Linked DNA regions of Gossypium hirsutum: regions 2, 3 and 4 are each linked to region 1. Evidence: chromatin contacts called from public Hi-C data. All regions are on one chromosome and are shown on one strand. The core of a region is the stretch at or near the end of the contact, and the rest is flanking DNA. Distances in the headings are between cores, read along the strand shown.

The links. Hi-C and Micro-C count contacts between places; a contact is called where the count stands out from the background.
Region 2: a Hi-C map of leaf shows a contact between it and region 1, with 1.7 times the contacts expected there. The contact joins the promoter of LOC121214627 here to the promoter of LOC107910262 in region 1. A contact is called at or near these places in 2 of 34 Hi-C or Micro-C datasets (both in leaf).
Region 3: a contact with region 1 is called in a Hi-C map of leaf, with 8 times the contacts expected there. The contact joins the promoter of LOC107910590 here to the promoter of LOC107910262 in region 1. A contact is called at or near these places in 19 of 34 Hi-C or Micro-C datasets (anther, callus, fibers and 4 more).
Region 4: a contact with region 1 is called in a Hi-C map of leaf, with 2.1 times the contacts expected there. The contact joins the promoter of LOC107908025 here to the promoter of LOC107910262 in region 1. A contact is called at or near these places in 4 of 34 Hi-C or Micro-C datasets (all in leaf).

The regions. Positions count from the first base shown.
Region 1 is chrD02:13,717,103-13,719,867 of Gossypium_hirsutum_v2.1, reverse strand. LOC107910262 (nitrate reductase [NADH]-like) reads left to right here and starts at 1,304. Exons shown (of 4, transcript NM_001327033.1): 1 at 1,304-2,282; 2 at 2,384-2,524. The coding sequence starts at 1,304.
Region 2 is chrD02:13,574,359-13,577,060 of Gossypium_hirsutum_v2.1, reverse strand. LOC121214627 reads right to left here and starts at 1,450. Exons shown (of 2, transcript XM_041088466.1): 1 at 1,139-1,450; 2 at 614-856. The coding sequence starts at 1,235. The coding sequence ends at 651.
Region 3 is chrD02:13,881,066-13,883,765 of Gossypium_hirsutum_v2.1, reverse strand. It overlaps LOC107910590 (mediator of RNA polymerase II transcription subunit 1), which reads right to left and starts at 1,332. Exons shown (of 5, transcript XM_016838473.2): 1 at 219-1,332. The coding sequence starts at 330.
Region 4 is chrD02:13,500,134-13,502,833 of Gossypium_hirsutum_v2.1, reverse strand. LOC107908025 (prolyl-tRNA synthetase associated domain-containing protein 1) reads right to left here and starts at 1,418. Exons shown (of 12, transcript XM_041088460.1): 1 at 1,264-1,418; 2 at 467-526; 3 at 321-374; 4 at 225-238; 5 at 1-43. The coding sequence starts at 1,302.

The DNA of each region.
Region 1 (2,765 bases), core at 55-2,554:
AAAATAAATAAAACTTTGCTGTCAATCAATTCCGAAAAGGATAGACTGCAACTAATATAGGAAAAGTTAGTATTAAAAATATTTACCAATTTCTAGTGATACTAGTAAGATGAGATCTAAATGGAAAGAAAATTATGGTTAATTCGTTACATTTGTTTCTAAATTCAATAAAAATAATGTTAGGAATGTTCAGAAAATATCATAGTCGTAAAGTAGAAATATAGTCGAACTCCTATGAATGTGAAAAATGGATTGGATTAGTCGCTCGAATCGTCTAGTTTTGTTTGTTTGATGTGTTTCCATGTCGGTATATGCATGTCTGAGCATATTAAACTTACATGCATTGTTTTTTTTTTCACAATATCTAAAATTATTCATAGTCTTTCCCTAACACATAAATATGAGGATAATGCGCATCAACACACTTGAATCCACGTCCTCTTACATTGGAGACAATACATATGCCAATCGAGCTAAGACTTAATTGGGAGCTTATATATTGGATTTATTGTGTTTTGTATATGAAGAAATCAATAATCAAGATATTTATTTAAGTAATCCTTGTATATATTTTTAAAAATATTTGTAATTAAACAATATCATTTATCCTTGAATCCGTGCCTATAGGCAAGGTTTAAGCAGAGCCAATAAATCATTTTCAACCTATACATATAAACATTGATTGAGCTTATGCTTATTAATATGGAAATTATGAGCCTAATTAATACTGATATTTTTCCCTCCACACACCAACTTTCGTTTCTATATTTCCAGATTTGTTGAAAAAAGTGTCCCAGGAATCATTATTTTTTCGTCCTATTGAACAATTTTTTTAAAAAATAATAATAAAATTTAGTAGATATTTTATTGTACGTAAGTGGTGATATTTATCGGTCTGTCGATGCACGGAAATAATCGTGTGGCTGGCTAGCTAACTGCTTTCTTAACTCAGCGCAGCGAATGGAGCCGCGGCTCGGCGCGACGCCCGCATCTCAGCCCCGACAAAGAACACAAAATATAATTTCTCTCCCAGGAAAAAAATGGGATTGAAAAAGAAAATACAAATATTTTTAAAAACTTCTTTTGATTAGAAAAGGCAAATACAAAAACCATTTGAATTTAGTGACCAGATTTACAACGCAATCGTGCAGAGGGTCCCATTTGATATGTTTATGGCCTCCACGAGCCTATTTAAACGCCTTCACCCTCCCCCAGTTTCTTCATTTTCTCAGTGAAACAAAAAAGAAAATCCAGTCAAGAATTTTCTTTCTTGTTTTCAAGTAAATATTGAATCTCCATTGTTATGGCGGCTTCGGTCGATAATAGACAATTCAGGGGGCTTGAACCGGCTTTGAACGGCGTGTACACCCCCTTGAAGCCCGGTCCAACCCCAACCCACCGCCATGTACACCAGGTTTTCCTCGACCATGATTATGAATCCTCCAGCGATGATGATGATAACGAGATCGAATATTACAAAGCCATGGTCGTCAAATCCAACAACGAGGTTGAATCGTCGATCTTGGACCCTCGAGACGAAGTAACCGCTGATAACTGGATCGAGCGGAACCTTTCCCTGGTCCGTCTTACAGGGAAACACCCTTTCAACTCTGAACCCCCTTTGAACCGTCTCATGCACCACGGTTTCATCACCCCGGTTCCTCTCCACTACGTTCGTAACCACGGTGCGGTCCCCAAAGCTTCGTGGGATGACTGGACCGTTGAAATAACCGGTTTAGTTAAAAGGCCGATGAAGTTGACGATGGATCAGCTCGTGAAAGAGTTTCAAAGCCGTGAGTTCCCGGTTACCTTGGTTTGCGCCGGGAACCGTCGTAAAGAACAAAACATGATCAAACCAACGGTGGGTTTTAACTGGGGAGCTTCGGGGATTTCCACGTCGATGTGGAGGGGTGTACCATTGCGTGACGTGCTCAAACGATGTGGGATCTACAGCAAGAAACATGGCGCCCTCAATGTGTGTTTCGAAGGGGCCGAGCATTTGCCCGGCGGCGGCGGATCCAAGTATGGAACCAGCATCAAGAAGGAATTCGCCATGGACCCAGCTCGGGATATTATCTTAGCTTACATGCAAAACGGGGAACTTTTAACCCCGGACCATGGCTTCCCTGTTCGGATCATCATACCAGGGTTCATCGGCGGGAGAATGGTGAAATGGTTGAAACGAATCATCGTTACAACGAAAGAATCTGATAATTTTTATCACTATAGAGATAATAAGGTCCTTCCTTCTCATGTTGATTCAGAGCTAGCCAACGCTGAAGGTATTAAAAGTGTTTTTAATTTTTTTTACTGAGCAGTAAAATTATTTTGCATGGGAAATTCGGTGTTTTGGTAATGAAAAATGCTGATGTAATGTTTGCAGCTTGGTGGTATAAGCCGGAATACGTCATCAATGAGCTAAACATCAACTCGGTGATAACGACGCCTTGTCATGAAGAGATCCTACCAATCAACTCGTGGACAACTCAGAGGCCGTACACTCTGAGGGGCTATTCATATTCGGGTGAGTTCAAAACTTCGTTTTTACAAAGTGAATCTTCTGGTCTTTTTCCTCCAATTGGATTCCAACTGTACGCACTAAAGTCCCCGACATGGTTGGCTGTTAACTAAGGTCCATGCACCTCTGTAAAACTGGACTAGATTTAAGGTCAAAGCTAAGTAGTTGGATTGAAACTTGTGTGCTTGTGACTGCAAGTTGTGGGCGATGAGAATCGGCCTTTTTTATGTTCCTTTTCCCCTTTTTT
Region 2 (2,702 bases), core at 201-2,700, 140 kb after region 1:
ATTGATCAATGAAATTCATATGTTTTCTTTTGCTCTCCTATTTATTATTATTATTTATTTCATAACAATTTTAATATTTTTTTATTTTTTACAATTTTTATTATTTTCAAAGAATTCTAATTTTTTTAATTTTAAACATTTTAAATAAGTTTTATTAATGTTATAATTTTTATAATATTTATATTATTATATAGTTTTATAGTTTTAATAAGTTTATATCAATGTTTAATATTTGTTGATTTTTTTATTTTTTTATTTTCCATTAGTTTTAAGGGGAAAATATTAGACTGAAATTGAAGCTACAATGTGTCACCATTTGATTGATCCGTCAGTTTATTTTAATGGTTAACGTGGCTAATGACAGAAACCATTAATGGAATGGCTTAATTGATTATTGTAGTGGACAACAATGGTTTAATTGGATGCGAATTTAATATAGGAGCTTAATTTTTTTTACATATAAGTCAAAATAATATAAAATATTATATTTATAAAATTAAAATTATACTTGGTATTGTGTTTGGCAACTTTTTTTTTTAATTTGGTACCTATTGTAGCAGACCATTTTAGCCCGGCTCACATACATGTCAAAAAAAATTATTAACTAAATAAATAAATAAAATCAAATTCAATAAAAGGGCAAAGTCCATTTACACAGTCCAGCCCATATTACAAACCAATTGGCCCAAAAAGGCCTGAACCCTGGCCCGATTACAGAAACCCAAAACCCAACATAGAAACAAAAGCCGGAAAACCCTAATGGCTGATGCGCCGCTACCGAGCCACTCCCCACGCATGTAGCACCACCACGCGCCTCCAGCTGGCCTCCGTACACGCCACGTCCCCGACTCCGTACCTGCAAATAGAGCAAACAACGCAGCAGAAAGGAAAAATTGTATTTTCATTTTTGTTATTTTTGTTTATTTTTTCAGCCTATAAAACAAAAGGCGAAATCTTTGTAATCGGTGATACACATGCATTCAGAATATAAAAAAAATCAAAATACTAAGAGGTGATTTTCTGGGTTCCTTTTTCTCTTTCATTTTGGCTGGTTATTACTTTTCTTTCTTTTTCTTATTTTTGTGTTTATTAATCGTTGGTTAAGGAGAGAAATAATAAAAGGAAAGAAAGGACGTACCTGGCGGTGAGATTCTGGCCCTCTTTGTCGTCATCGGAGAATGGGCTAGGATCGGAGACCAATCGAGTGCCTCAGTACTGAACGGTGCAGAGAACATTTGTTCTCTTTAAGGTTTCTAAAAAATGAAAAAGATTTTTCAAGTTTTAGCCTTTAAGCACGAAGTTAAAACATCGCCGTTTGGAGCCAATACGGTGGCTTTGAAACGACGTCGTTCTGAGACCCAGATCCAAGCGGTGACCCGACCCGGGGTAGGATCCGCGTGAAATGGATGTCTGGTCTATTTACCTAACAGATCCCTCTGCGTTTAATGGAATTGCAATTTAATTTCCTGCAATTGTTTGTAATTTGTACCGCATATTTGATTCTGTTTTCACCTGGATCCAAGCCTAAACGGTGTCATTTTCTACGTCCGATTTTGATTGTTTAAAATTCTTGTGTTAAATTGCTATAATAGTCCCTATGATTTTTAGTGGTTTTCAATGCGGACATTTACTCATTTATTTCAAATCAACCCTTAGAATTTTGTTAGAATTCAAAGTAGATCTGTTTTCATTAAATTAATTGGTTTATTATTATTAATTTTATTTGTTGTTATTATATTTAGTATTATATATATATTAGTTAACCTAATTTTACTATAAATTCTTTTACTATATAATATTATTTTATGTATTCATTATTTAATTTTATAAATATTTTTATATATTATCTTGGCATAATTTATACTTTTTTTTGTTCATATATATATAATTAACTTCAATTTTTTAAATAATAATATCTCATATTTTTGTATATATGAATATATATAATATATTTTTTAGTATGCATATATATATTAATATATTATTAATTTCAAATGATTTTTTTTATACACGGAAGCCTTATTCCTTTTAAATTTGTTATTTTATTTTATTTATTTTAACTTTTATATGTATTATTATTATGTATATACTATTATTTATACTAGATTTTTTTTTATAAATCAAAATGTAAGTATTAATTTTAAGTTATTCACTTTTATTTGATTTGATTTTTTTTTTTATTTTTTTAAATCTTTCATTAAAATTCATTCAAATCTTTTATTTGTTTTTTAGTTCAATTACCAAATTGTATCAAATATTCACATTATTTATGGTTATTATTGTTTTTTCTTTTTCTTATTGTCTCGAAATTTTTTTATATTGATTATTAATTTATAGGTTTCTTAATTATTAATATGGATGTTTGTATAACATGATTAAAGTCAATGTTTGTATTTGCTTATTACTTGCTTGATTGCTTTTAGTTTAAGTCTAGGTTGTTATTTATCTTTTACATTATATGTATTGCTACTCAATTATGTTCTATTTGTAAGAATTGTATTTTATTTTAGCATTATAATTATTTTATTTCATAATTCCAAAAAAGAAAAAGCTTGGTGTTCGTAAGTTCTCGAGAGAATCGTGCCCTAACTTACTGGGCTTTAACTCTTCTCGATGAACTTAGATAATCAAGTGTTCATTTTATTAAAATCGTACATTTTTTTTACAATGAAGTTCTTAAGATTTCGAAATGTTGGATCCTA
Region 3 (2,700 bases), core at 83-2,582, 160 kb before region 1:
TACTATATATTCCCAAATATACATACAAACATTCCTACAATGACAACTATAAAAAGAACATTAGTATAAATGCAATGAGAAACACAATGGCTTAGAAAACAAAAAGTGTACCAAAGGCATATCTAACAGACATGCATGTCCAAGAGTAACATTGTAATGGAGTATAACTAGAATGAGAAATGCAATGTATTCCTAGAAGCTGAGGCGTCAAAGGGTACCTGAATTAAAAGAAGAGGAAGCAAAGTGGTGGGCTGAATTGCCACCACCCCCAGTAACAGGGCCAGTACTTCTCAACCATTCTGGAACTAATGCTGGTTCACTTCTTTCCATAAGGGATATCGAACATGATCATCAGAAAACTAATAATATAAAAGAACACACTTTTTGAACCTTCTTCAAACCCTAACCCACCATATGAATTTTCTTCCTACACAAACTCAAGCTCTTACCCTATTCTTTGTCATTCAAACCACCATAACTTGCCAATAATTTTGCGGATTTAAGGTGAAACTCAACAAATGACAAAGGAGTTGTTTGATCAAAAAGCACAATATGTTTAACACGAATAGGAGGCCATAGCAACCAAAACAAATACAATGACAATAAGGAGATTAGATTCTAATAATTAACTCACTCCTTACTCCATCTTTGATTAAAAGATGGATTTGCAGATTGCTGATTTTTCCAGTTTCAAATGGCCCTCAAATTTCTCATAAAAGAAGATCCAACCCTCTTTCTAAATCAACAACTTAAGCAAGAACAAAGCAATAAAAGGACTATTCCAAAATAATGCTAAATGCCCATAAACCAGTAAAATTAGGAAAAAGAAAAAGTAGCCCTAAATAACAAATAAGTCTTGAGTAAAACTAAAAACCTTAGATTTAATTTTAATTATAAGTTCCCAACTGCTAGGATTTGAACCCAAACGACAAGAAGAAAATTTGGGGAAACATTTGACAAAGAAAAACGGAGAGAACTAACCCTAATCTCCGCTTCAATTCCAGGCTATTGCTTCGTTTCGCGTTCCCAAAATTCCACTCTTTATTTTCCCGGAAAAAAAGGAATAATTACAAAAAGAAAGAAAAATAATAATAACAAAAATAAGATGAAACAACGACGGAAAGTTTCAGTGAAATAAAAGAACAAAAAAACTGGAACAATAGAGAAGAGTGATGAAGAAATAAAGGGGAAATGCCGCAATTTCTGAAATTAGGGTTTTGTTTTTCTGAGGGCAAAGATGGAGGCGTAATTTATTTTTGTTACTATTTTTTGTTTTGATACTGGAACGAAACATATGAAGATCAACCTCTTCTTCCAACCAAAAAAATAAATATTCTATTTTGTAAGTGTAGTTTTTTTATATTTTTATTTCTATCAAATTTTTATTCAAATTTTGGAGAAAGATTTTTATGAGAAATTATTATATTAATAAATGCTCAATAATCTCTTAATTTATTTATGTTATTCCAGATGGTTGTTTTTGTCTATTTATCTTAATATTTTCATCATTAATTGTTCATGGGTATGCTTTACAATCTAAAAAATAATAGTGTTTTTAAACATATTTGATAAATAGACTTTTCTCATAAAAACATTAAAAATGATATTTTTCAACTTATTTTATCTTTCTTTTAAATATTTTTCCTTTAAAATTTTAAAATCTACATTTATAGAACAGTCTAATTAAATTAAGTACTAATACACTTAACAAATTTTATAACTTTAAATTCATTACTTAATTTTTCATTATTTAATCTTAGGCTTTGCTTAGTACAAAGGAAAGTAAATTAGAAAGGTAGAAATTTGAAGAGACAAAATAGGGATGGCAATGGAGTGGGGCGAAAGCCAATATTTCTAAATCCATCACTACTTTATAGTTGGCACAGTCTACTCCACCACTCACCCTACTCCACTACGAATGTATAATTTGAAAACTACTACCACCTCCATGAATGTTGGACACATCCATCCCTGCCCCATCCCGCTCTACTTTAATTAAAATTTTAAAATTTTGCTACTTATATTTAATATTTTCAATATTTTGAAGTCAAATAAACATTTAAACATAATTCTTGAAAATTATTTAAACATAAAATATATAGATCTTTTCTATATCATGTTATTCTATTTTTACCCTTTTAATAGTTTATATATACAAAAATAAAATGGTAATTTCATATAGTGGAGCAGGTCAAGGTGAGGCAAGCAATTATCATAATCACTTCATACTCACTATTCAAAAGAAATAATCCACTCCACATCCACTTTTCAAAAGAAAAAATTCGCTCCATTCGAAGTGAACCGATGCAGAACCCATCGAAAGGTTTAGGTTTTGCCATCCCTAAGGTGGAAAATGTAAATTTTCTTTCCATAGGTGTGCTTGGTAAGAAAGATGAGAAATGTAACGCCCCAGACCTAGCGGGACGGTCCAAGCCAAATTTCAAACATCACAATAGCCATCAAGGTGACTTTCCATTTAAAACTTTACGAACCACACCAACAATTGTACACACCACGCATTTATAGAACATTTCAAATAGAAAATTAGACCTAAGTGCATGATTTTCTAAATTAATCATTTATTTCACATAATCAGAAGGTATAGGGTGAGTGAACCTTAATACTCGGTGGTTTCCTTTAGTTGTAAATATTTGTTAGTTCATTTAATTATCATCAGATTAATCAAGTAATAAAACCATC
Region 4 (2,700 bases), core at 169-2,668, 220 kb after region 1:
ACCACCTTTTCCTAAACCAAGCCTCTGAGATAAAACTGCACAGCTTTGAAAGCCACGTGAAACTCACATTAACATCTCAAAGTTACTTCAAAATTTCCATATTGAGACCAACATGTGAGACCAATAAACTATTTCCATGCATTATACAAAAAATAAAGCAGGAAAGAAAGTATGTACCTTTCATATCTACTTTCGTATCTGCAAGGGCAGACACAACATAGTACCTATGTTTTTTGTCCTGCATGGATAACCATTTGCAATCACTGAGAAAGTTACAAACAATCCATCAGAAACAATGCCAATATTCATTCGGTGTATACCTTCAAGAACAGATTTTTGCTCAGTGCACCTCCCACATTCCCAACATATTTTGCCTGATGAGAAGAAAAATTTTAGAATCCATGAAATGCATGAGTTTGTCTACTCAAAAGGGACTAATCAGCTAAGTTTAGCACTCTTCTTTTACCTGAGCTTCGACAGTCAAAACAACAGGATGTTCATACTGGGAAAAATCAATTTGAAGCTCCTGAAAAAAATCCAATGCACATACCAGTCACTAGAGATGCAAAAGAAGAAAAGCTACCATAAACTGAAGCAAGGCCATAAATTCTTGAATTCAATCATAACCAGATACAAACAGAGAAATAGTGCTGAATCAAAACTATATAATTAGAAGGATTGCAATCAATGGTGAATTGCCATGGGAGTCACGGGCCATTTTGGAAACATCTTGCGTGAGTGTGTGCGCTAAACTAAATTAACTTGTTACCACCACCCCCCCCCCCAAAAAAAATGTATATATTTATTATTATTTTTGTTTATAATTTAATTTTGTGCATTATAAATTTAAATTGTTATCTGTCACCTTGTGTTCTTCTATTTTCATCTTTAAGATCACAGCTTTAAGCTATTGGTCAAACTACATACTTAGTTTCCTAATTGGCCCCCAAAATCAAATGGCAAGATCGGCCACTGGTTACAATTCACAATATTTCCACCAATTCATAGTGTAAATATTTATAAAAGTTCATAATTTTAGCAGAGAAAACCATATTGTAACAGCCTAATTTGTGTTTTGACACTTTATTTGCTCCATTCTTACCCTGAAAATAAATGAATTTAAATAAAAATAATGAAAACCCAAATCACAATTGTAGTTTAAATAATGAATCATTTCCCAAAAACTGAATGGATATTGCGAATTAGATACTAACTGTGCAAAGATTAGAACTAAAAGCTATCCAGAAATCAAAAAGAGGAAACCTTTAAACGAGCAAGCAGCTGATCCTTGGAATAAACCATTGTTTCTGTGTCGAAGCTGAAGACTGAAGTTAAGGAGATAAAAGCAAACAATATAGAAATCAGCGATGAGTTTGGAATAGGTTTATTTGGTACTGAAGTACTGAGGTGGATTGTGGTTTGGGCTTAAACTCGTTGGATCATTTACAGAAACTCCGTTGCACTGGGCCTACAGTGCGATCTCAATTTAAGGTAAATTTTGTTCTCACTCAAATAAAACTCACCCGTATTTGGTAGAATGGAGCAACTTTTTTCTTAACTTGTTAAGGGATCTTAGTTGATTTACTATATTCTTGTTTCAAGGTTCATAATCACCCATGTCTTGAAACAAATACCAACACTCTAATCTTCATTAATTATGATAGGGACGAGTTGGTAGTACAAACACAATGAACTATATAATGGTCTTCATGTTGATCAAAGATCCGTATACGATGCAGTTATCAAATTTGCTTATAACACTTCTAGATGCTTCATTTTTTTTTGTATTCAAGTGGTGGCACAGAGAAAACATATTTATGGAGGACAATCACTACTCGACTAAGGTCTGAGGGTAAAATTGTTGCATTATGGTGGATGAACAACACATTCAATACTTAAGATCCCATTGAAATTAAGCAATAACTCTCATTGCGATGTTAAGTAAGGTACATCAGCAGCTGAACTACTAAGGAAGACAAGTCTGAATAAATGGGATGAAGCACCAATGGCTGATATACATGTTGTAGGATATTCTGCGATGCAATGATCATTCATCAGAAAACAAGTTATTCGATGGGGTAACTATGTTGTTGGGAGGGGATTTCAGACAAATATTACATGTTCCTTGGGGCAGGCGCAGTGGTATTATTTCAACTTCTATATTACCAAGTCCCTAATATGGGATCACTGTGACCTTTTCCAATTAACCATAAACATGTGATTTCATATGAATTCAACAACTTCTTCTATCTCTGCTTTCAATAAGTGGCCGTTGAATTTGGTGATGGTAAATTACCTACTATCAAACATGATGGGGATGACATGTCGCAAATAATTCCACATGGATCTGGTTCATTTTGTGACATTGTTGAATCCACTTATCCCAATTTGGAAAAAAACTTCAACCTTTATAAAGGATAGGGCTATCTCGTCACCGTCTAATAAGGTTGGTGTTAGTTCTAGGCAATTTTAAGAACTAAGTGAAGACAAAATCTCACCTGTTTCAAGAAATATTGAACAACAATTTGTATTATATCCTCCTAAATTCCCAACCATAAAATTGAGTTGAAAGTTGGTGTTTCGATAATGCTTCTTATAAATATAAACCAAAGTCTTGGACTATATAATGACACCAGGTTGATTGTAACAAAATTGGGCTCACCATTGATTGAAGCAGAGAGATACTCATATTCAAATGCA